Linked DNA regions of Oryctolagus cuniculus: region 1 is linked to region 2. A link is a contact called in public Hi-C data. All regions are on one chromosome and are shown on one strand. The core of a region is the stretch at or near the end of the contact, and the rest is flanking DNA. Distances in the headings are between cores, read along the strand shown.

Region 1 (4,225 bases), core at 1,664-4,163, 300 kb after region 2:
TGAACTCCCTTAAATCCCTTTACCTTCTATTCTCAAACCAGACTCTGGCAAAACTCTAGTTCACTGCTTGCTTCAAAGGAAGAAGGGTTTTGACTCTTCATTTGCTCCAGGACTACACCCCTGCCTGTGTCTTTGTCCTCGTTCCTCTCTGCCTTCTGCCATACACAGTCCTATCTGTTATCCCCTCTGCCTCTTGTGAGCCTCTGTTCCCAGTTGTCCTTGGCTTGGTCCACAGACCCAGGTCAGTCTCCTCATTCTGAGAAGGGAGTTGGAATGGGGTTTGAGCTGGCACCAGACCCAAGACCAGACCTGTCACCAACCTTGTCTCCCTCCCCACGTCCTCCTTTGCTATCTTTTCTTCCTTAGTGTCCACTCACCTCTCCATTTAGTGTAGTCTGGAATCAGCCTGTATCTCTGTATGGAAGCTGTTCCATACAGAGGTCACCTAGCACCTTCTGATTGCCACAGTAATTGCCTGCATTAAAAGCTAGAAGGACAGCAGAACAGCAGCTCACCGCTGGGAGAAGATAAAGGAAAGTGCACAGAAACAGGTCTTCCAAGGTGTACTTTGGTCCCAACCTGGAGACCTCTCAGTCTCCCTGCCTCGGGTTTCTGGAATAGAGAGAATGATGTGTCTGAATGCAATACAGCACGCCAGGTGCAGCGGTGGGCAGCTGCCAGGAGCAAGCACAGCATGTTCAGCCATGAACAGAACCCAGATAGAGCCTATATACCCCCTGTGATGCGCTCGCTATTAATCGACCACCCCTTCCCAAACAGCGCCACCTTTTTGAAATTCTGGGAACTTCCCAGCTTGGACCACATGACCATGGCGCACTACTGCCACCTGGTGACAGCATACTGAACATGCAGTGGCAATAAGTACGGATTCTCAAGTGCTCATTAAGTCACCTCCTTGGGCTTATTTTAGACTTGATTGTTTGCTCTTTGGGACTAGAGCTTTGAGTTTCCCACTGTGTGTAGAATAACATGTCAACATGAAGTAGGTGTTCAGTAAATTTTTGTGAATTTAAACCTGGCATTCATTCATCAAACACATATTGATTAACAGGAAGGAGGTAATTCCAAGTAAAATAAGACCTAATTCCTGCCTGCGGGATGCTAGGCAGACAGAGAAAGCAGATATTTGTAAAACAAAGAATCATTTGTTTTAACTATCAGTGGGAACATAGCGGGAGAAGTGATTAATTTTGCCTTGGTAAAGGTAACGTTTGAAAATGTACTCAACAGGGCTGGAGTTGTGGTCTAGCTGGTAGAGTTGCAGCCTGCAAAGCCAGCATCCCATATTGGTGCCAGTTTGTATCCCAGCTGCTTTGCTTCTGTTCCAGCTCCCTGATACCAGCCCAAATATCTGAGTTCCTGCCACCTTCATGGGAGACTTTGGTGAAGCTCCTGGCTTTGGCGTGGCCCAGCCCTGGGCAGCAATTTGGGGAGTGAACCAGCAGACGGAATCTCTCTCTCTCTCTCTCTCTGTAACCTGCCTTTCAAATAAATTAAATTTTTTTTTAGAAAAGAAAATGTACTCAACACCTTCTAGAAAGACAAATGAGACCTTGGTCACTGGACAAGAGGACTGGGTTGTATAGGCAGGGAAACAGCGAGTGCCAAGGTACTGAGGTGTGGAGAGGCAGGATGTGTCCTGGGTAATAGGATGGTCTTTTCAGTGGCCCTGTATGAAGATGGGCTATGGTCTTGTGGGAGTCTGGGGCAGGGGCGCATGATGGGAAGCATGTACAATGGTCCAGAGCAGAGCCATACACGGGCTGACGCCAGAGAAGGAGGGCTCGATGGGAGGAGTGTTTTGGAGGCAGGTGAAGAGGATGCGGTGCGTGGCACCGTGCAGGAGAGGAGGAGCAAGTCAGGCATGGCTCTGCACATTCTTACCTGGGCCACGGGGTGCTCCATGGTGGGGTAGTTATCTGAGCTGATGAATTGAGGAAGAGCAGCCGCCCGGCAGGTGGAAATGGGGGTGTGAGATGATATATATTCAGTCGTGGATATGCCACAATCGAGGAGTGTTTCAAGGAGGGCATGCCTAGAGGGCAGTCAAAGGTAACGGGTTCCCAGCTCAGGAGGCAGCAGGCAAGGCGCGGTGCCCCAACCCTCACTTTAAGATACTCTCAAAACAGAGCTGTCCTATGTGGCCTCTTCTCAGCTCTGTGCTCTGATTTCCAGACCAACAGATGAATTTGATGAGTTGCCCCCTTGCTAGCATGCTAATAGAGGTAGAATCATTTGAGTGAGCTGCTGGCCTCACCAGGCGGCACGTGGGCGTTCACAGTGGGGTCAGGGAGTGGGAAGTTGCCTGTGGTGGGGGAGGGGGAGCTTTGAGGCTTGGTGGCCCAGCTTCTGTGCTTGTGCTTCAGGCTGGACCTGGAGGGAAGCAGTGAGGGAGGGCAGTGGAAGGGGAAATGGACCCATGCCCCTCCTGACGCCTTGAGGAAGGGAAGGGGGAAGAGGAAAGGAGGACCGGAAGTGAGGAAGAAGAATGTGTATTTAGTGCACAAAGGAATATGGCAGAGTAGCAGAGCAACAGTGGGGGGAAGTGTGCTCCGTCCTATGGCCCTAGCGAAGTGCCCTGTGCCCTCATGTGCCCCAGGTTCAACCCCTCTCTTGGGCTGGAACACACAGCTACTGAAGTGTCAGGTTCACCCATGAAGTGCGGCTTGAAATAAGCTGACTTCCAACTGGGACTTCAAATACACAGCCCGAAGAGAAGATCTGGAACACAATTCAGCCCCCGACCTAATTTTTCGTAGAAAGCTGGAACCAAACCTATGGGTGTGAGCAGGTTTCAGAGGGAGTCAGAGGAAAACGTGTCTCCATTCATCAGATCATGCCGACGCTGAGTGTGCCGAGTCCTTTCCAGGGCCCCTGAAGGGCAGGAAGCTGTCCATTTTCCCACAAAGGGTTTGCAATTATCACAGCTGACAGCTCATATTGTGCCTACCTCGGGCCAGGCTGTGGTCTAAATGCGTCACACCTACTGGGTTCTCTCATCCTCACAACCACCCACGAGCTAGCTGGATGCTTCTGCTACCCCCACTTTGCAGATGAGTACACGGAGGGAGGCATAGACCACCTAGGCGACTTGCTTGCCCAAAGTCACCACCTGTTTGAGAGGCAGTAATCTAGATCTACAAGAGACGCTTTGGTGCCGATGAAGGACGAAGACAGATGGGCTCTGGGCTCCCCCACCATGTCCCAGAGTGAGAAATCCTCATGGGCTAGAGTTGTCCAAGGGCTCCGTGGGCCATGACGGATGGGTAGGATCTGGCCTAAGGAGGGGGAAAGGCACCGCAAGTAGCCAGGACTGGGGGGCTGTGCAACAGCGGTGGAGTGGTGGGAGCCACCTGGGCTGCAGCAGCGGAATCCTGGGCAAGGTGTTGGGGCAGGGGCAGAGCTGCAAGGAGCCTGCGGCGTTGGACTCCTCTCAAGAAGCTTTAAATGTGAAATGCACTTTCGTTCTCGGCCCAGTGCGTTTTAATGTCACGGCACAGGAGCCAGACTTTGGAGTGCATTCATTCAGCAGGCTCCATTAACTCATTAAACTTACATTTCACTTTTGTCTCTGTTCCCACCTTCTCCTTAACAGGACCTGGCATCTCAGATGCCGACCTTTGAGAAAGATTCTCATGCAGATCGGCAGTCCCCTTCCTTATCCTTGAAAATACAGCTCACGTGGCGCTTCCGCGATGGCTCTGCTCTCTGCCCCGGGCGGGGATGTCACTCCCGCCAGCGTCAGCCGCTTTGTGCACAACCTTGAGGCATTTACCACATGAGATCACCATCCATGAAGGCATTGTGCTGTCTCACAGGAGACCCAGAGTCCTTAAACGCTGCAATGGTTTGAGTCCCTTGTGCCTTTGACAGTGCCTGGCATGGAGCAGATGCTGAGTGTCTGCTGAGGAATGCAGAGGTGAACTGAAGAAATGTAAAGAATCATCTGGTGCCAGCCTTTAGCCCCTTGTGCGTCCTTTTATAAAACCAGCATAGCTCCCCTCACTTGGTTGTGATTTCGGTAGCCTATTTTTTAAATTACCTTCCTAGGGTTCATCACAATCGGTAATTATTTTATGGGCTTGTCTGCTCCTTTATTGTCTCCCTTCCTCGAGACAGTGGAAGCCCCAGGGAAGCATGCGCTGTCTTGTTCATTGCCCCATCTTCAGCTCCTTGCACTGCAGAGCCTGTGGTAAATGCCCAC
Region 2 (4,144 bases), core at 1,643-4,142:
GCGAGGGAAGGCCTCCACACAGCCGGCTGTGCTGCCCCTGTTCAGCCCTCCTGCCGTCAGTCTCCCTCTCCCTCCTCGGGCTTCCACAGAGGCCCCAGCTCCACCCAGCCGGGCCACTCGGGATCATCAAGGAGCACCCCGCTGGCTGCAGCTCCCGTGCCTCTGATGACTTCTCCCCAACCCTTCTCTGGGCTTCCAGAGTCGCTCTTATCCTCATTCTGTAAGCTTTGGTATTTATTTGTTTATTTGAAAGGGAAGGAGGGAGAGAGAGGGAGAGGGGGAAAGGGGGAGAGGGGGAGAGGGGGAGGCGTGGTAGGACTCTGTATCCCCTCTTGACTGGGTATTCCAAAGAGCTGGGGCTGCGCGTGGGTAGGGCTGGCACAGAGGGCAGGGATGAGCTGTTAGTTTTCTGAATGGTTAGGTGGGTGGGCTCCAGGTGTCTTTAAAAGCTTCTCTGCTCCCAGCTAGGCAGGTGTGAGTGTTCCTCATCCCTCAGCCTCTGCTACCCAATCCTGGGGCCTTCCTGTGGAATGTTCTGTACTTCCCTTCCTACCATTTTGAGTTTTCTCCTACTGAGTGGTATCTTACACATTGCCGGGTTGTCATTGACTTCATCGACATCATTGTTAATGGATGCAGACTACTCTATTGAGGATCTATTCCTCATAAACCATTTTCCTATGGTTGACTTGGAACCTTGTTTGCATCTGTAAAGATGGAGTGGAAAGTAAGTCCCGCTCGAAGCACAGCACAGGAATCCAGGGTGGCCAGAGTGAGAGAAGCCACAGGAGATGCAGGAGTCCCAGGAGGTAAGTCCACAGGGAAGGGAGGCACTGAAGTGTGTTGTGCCCCCTGTGGCCTAGCCGGCTAAACTAAGGGGTGTGGACTTGACCCTGGAGGCTAAAGGGGTCCTAGAGGGAGTTTAAGAAGGGGAGCACACAACAGATTTGACTTCTTAAAAGACAGGTGTGTTAACAGTGTGGATGAGGCAGCTGACGGGGGGAGACTATAGAAGAGGGAAGAGGTGAAGTGGGTCGGGGGAAGCAGATTGAACTGCTGGCCAGGAAAGGACTGATTTGCGAGATGTAAGAAGGTAAATCAACTCTGACTCACTGTGCTTCTGAGGCTTCTCCACATGGAGAAGATTAGGTTGGTGTGACAGGTTCCATTTGGACATGATGAATTCAAAATCCATACGGGCCATCCTCAGGTGCCTAAGAAACTGATGGATCTGTCTGTCTGTCTGTCTGTCTATGTATCTATCTATCCATCCATCCATCCACTTATCTATTTATCTAATGTTTCTTTCTGCCCATCCATCCGTCTGTCCATCCGTCCATCCATCTGTCCTTCCACCCATCCATCTAGAGGAGTGATAGTTTTGGGAATTGTCAGTGTATCCCTGGACTCCAAAGACTCAAGGGCAGATGGACTTGCCAAGCAATAGGATGGGGACTGAGAGCAGAACCCTGGGTAAATCTGGCATTCCATGAGATAGACTTGCTCATAGGGAACACGCCTCTGTCCTCTGAGGGCAAACGCGTGTTGGGTTGGTTGTGGCTGAGAGCATGAGTGAACACATCCCAGTTAATCAGCATGCCCAGGCTGAGTCCTCTGCAGTGCTAAAGCCATTAGGGGAAAACGAGGCCAAGAAGACAGGAGCACATGTGACACGCTAACCATGAGCAGCACTTTGCTTGTTTGTTCGCCTGACAGGTAATGACGTAACTGGTGTGTGGTGGCCAGGAGGCAGCTGGCTCCGAGTGCAAGGCTAGGGTGGAGCAGGGCAGGGCAAGGAGCTGCTTGGTACTTACACGTTGAGAGGCTGCCAGGCTGGCCACTGGGCTTTGGCTTTGATGACGGTGAGGACCTCATCACTCTGCAAAAAAGGACCACAGGTACTTAGTGGACAGAGCTGCAGAGCTGGGCTCAGGGGAACAAGGAAGTTTCGACACAATGAGCCTGACCTCCCCCCAACCCCCCCAACCTCTCCTCTGCTGTTGAGGCTCTGTCTGCCACCTTGCCTTGGGATGCAGGAACCCTGAAGCCTCAGCAACACCAGGAGGTAGGACTGAGGGTCCAGTGTGCCTGGAGCATCCTGAACATTGACAAGCCACCGAGTCTCACCTCTGGTTTCCAGCTCAGCCCATCCCTTCCCTACGCGCACCAGAGCTATGACCCGGGTTCTGCCACAGTTGGCCAGAATTTCACACCATGTGCAGCCAGGCAGGCCAAGCCATGTGCTTTGTGTCCAGCTGAGTCAGCAGGAACTGCAAAGCACCCAACATCTGACCCCGAGGACTGCCCCCGGCCTCCCCGCTGTTCAGTCCCCTCCGTAGGTTGAGGAGGACATGAGAACGAAGCCCAGGGCTCACAGCTCCAGCTCCCCTCACACATCCTGCCCTGGGTGGCTTTGGAGCACATGGAGCGCCATTAAAGTCACTGTTCTGAAGACCCTTCCGATGACTCCTACTTTGAAGGAAAGCATTAGGTGGCCGTGATGGGGGGCAAAACTCAGAACTTGGTGGATGTCGCTCAACTTCACTTTGAGGTTTGGCTGGGTGTCCTGGTTCAACTCCACACGGGGCTGAGAGGTGTCCTAATCATTTCAAGCAAGGCTCCGGGCTGGCAAAGGCCCAGTTTCAGTGCTGGCCCTGATTCTCCCCTACCCTGGCCTGAGCCAGCAGTGCCCAGCCACCATTGTCCGTTAGGCAGAGAAAAATCCAGAATGTCACCAGCTGGGGAAGGAAGAGCCTTGTTGCCAACTGAACAGATCCCCGAGTTCCAGCGGGTAGAGGCTTTGGCTGGTTTGCAGCTATGACCCTCTCCTTAGGGTTGTGCCTGGCAGTAGGTGCCTAGAACATATTTGGAATGGATTGATGAACTTTTCCTCAGTTGGGTACCTTGCCCAGAAAACCACACAGTCCTTAAGGAAATTGGAAGAAAAGGGCCAGAGGCCTCCCGACTTGGGCTCAAGGACGATCAAAGCCTTCTGGTCCAGAGTCTCACTGCCCTGCAGGGGAGCAGTCACTGGGTGCTGGGCCTCAGAGAAGGGGGCTCTGCCAGCTCCAGCTTGTGCTGGCTGCTGTGATGGTCCTAGGGGAGGGCAAAGGGCAGAAGCCGGGCCCGCAGGGGCAAGCGAGCAGAGGCAGCCCCCTGAGGAAGCTGGAGGCCCTCTCCCAAGCTCACTCCCTGGGATGTCCGCTTTCGGTGGAAGGAAAGGCTCCTGGGATGCATAGATGCCCCTATGGTCTCCTGGTCCCAACTGAGCTGTTTCATTTCTCACGGGGGATTGATTTATTTGCTCTCACTCACTCCCAATAAATATCAGTTGGATGACTGAGAAGCTGTTTGCCACGAAGTCATACGTGGAGCAGGAACTATCTCCAGAAGGCCTGCCCCGCGTCTCCCGTGACCTTGACGTCCCACACCGAGCCCTTCATGTGACCCAAGACCTCCCCCTGCTCCAGCAGGCCCCCCGCCCTGGGTTACAAACACACAAACACGTGAACAGACGCAGAACGGCGCAGCTTCCTCCTCCTCCTCTGGACCCACCCCGGCTCACCCTGCGTGTAGTGGCTTCTTGCCTCCCCCCAACCCATCCTCAGCAACTGCAGATCTGCCCGGGTCTGCTCCCTGCCTAAACGCGCCCATGGCTCCCTGCAGTATCCACGGTAATATCCAAATTCCTCAGGAGTAGCCCGCACTCTCTAGCGCTGCTCTGCCGTCTTTGGTTTTTAATCCAGAATAATACACACTGACTGTAGGCAGTTTAACACCACAGACGCATGCAATCTACAGCATCTTGGACTTCAATTCCCACCTTGCCTTCTGTCTCCTTCTCCTTCCCTACAGACCTTTTACTCTGCTGTGCAACTGCCTGTGTGTGTGCACGCACATCACGTACAGCTCTCCACATTCACTACATCGTAATGGACACCCCGCTCTGCACCATGACCTTGGCAGTGCCCTTACTACCATACCTTCCTTCAGTACCCACTGCAGACAGTGCATCACAGCTCGCCCTTTTTACAATGCTTAAAGTGCTGGGGGGCCGGCGCTGTGGCCTAGCGGGTAAAGCTGCCACCTGCAGCACTGACATCCCATATGGGCACCATTCCAGTCCTGGCTGCTCCACTTCTGA

The links. A called contact is a pair of places that touch in the nucleus more often than the background predicts.
Region 1: a contact with region 2 is called in a Hi-C map of skin fibroblasts, with 4 times the contacts expected there. The contact joins two enhancer-like sites. A contact is called at or near these places in 5 of 6 Hi-C or Micro-C datasets (ear pinna, embryonic fibroblasts, psoas muscle and 2 more).

Annotation. Positions count from the first base shown.
Region 1 is chr1:52,297,083-52,301,307 of mOryCun1.1, forward strand. No RefSeq gene overlaps it. Among named protein-coding and RNA genes, the nearest start is that of SPON1, 7.3 kb to the left of the region's middle. Within about 2 kb of position 2,914, at least 1 of the 8 cell types and tissues checked has an H3K27ac peak or open chromatin away from gene starts, as enhancers often do.
Region 2 is chr1:51,993,154-51,997,297 of mOryCun1.1, forward strand. SPON1 (spondin 1) reads right to left here. Exons shown (of 16, transcript XM_002708823.5): 7 at 1,815-1,879. Among named protein-coding and RNA genes, the nearest start is that of RRAS2, 120 kb to the left of the region's middle. Within about 2 kb of position 2,893, at least 1 of the 8 cell types and tissues checked has an H3K27ac peak or open chromatin away from gene starts, as enhancers often do.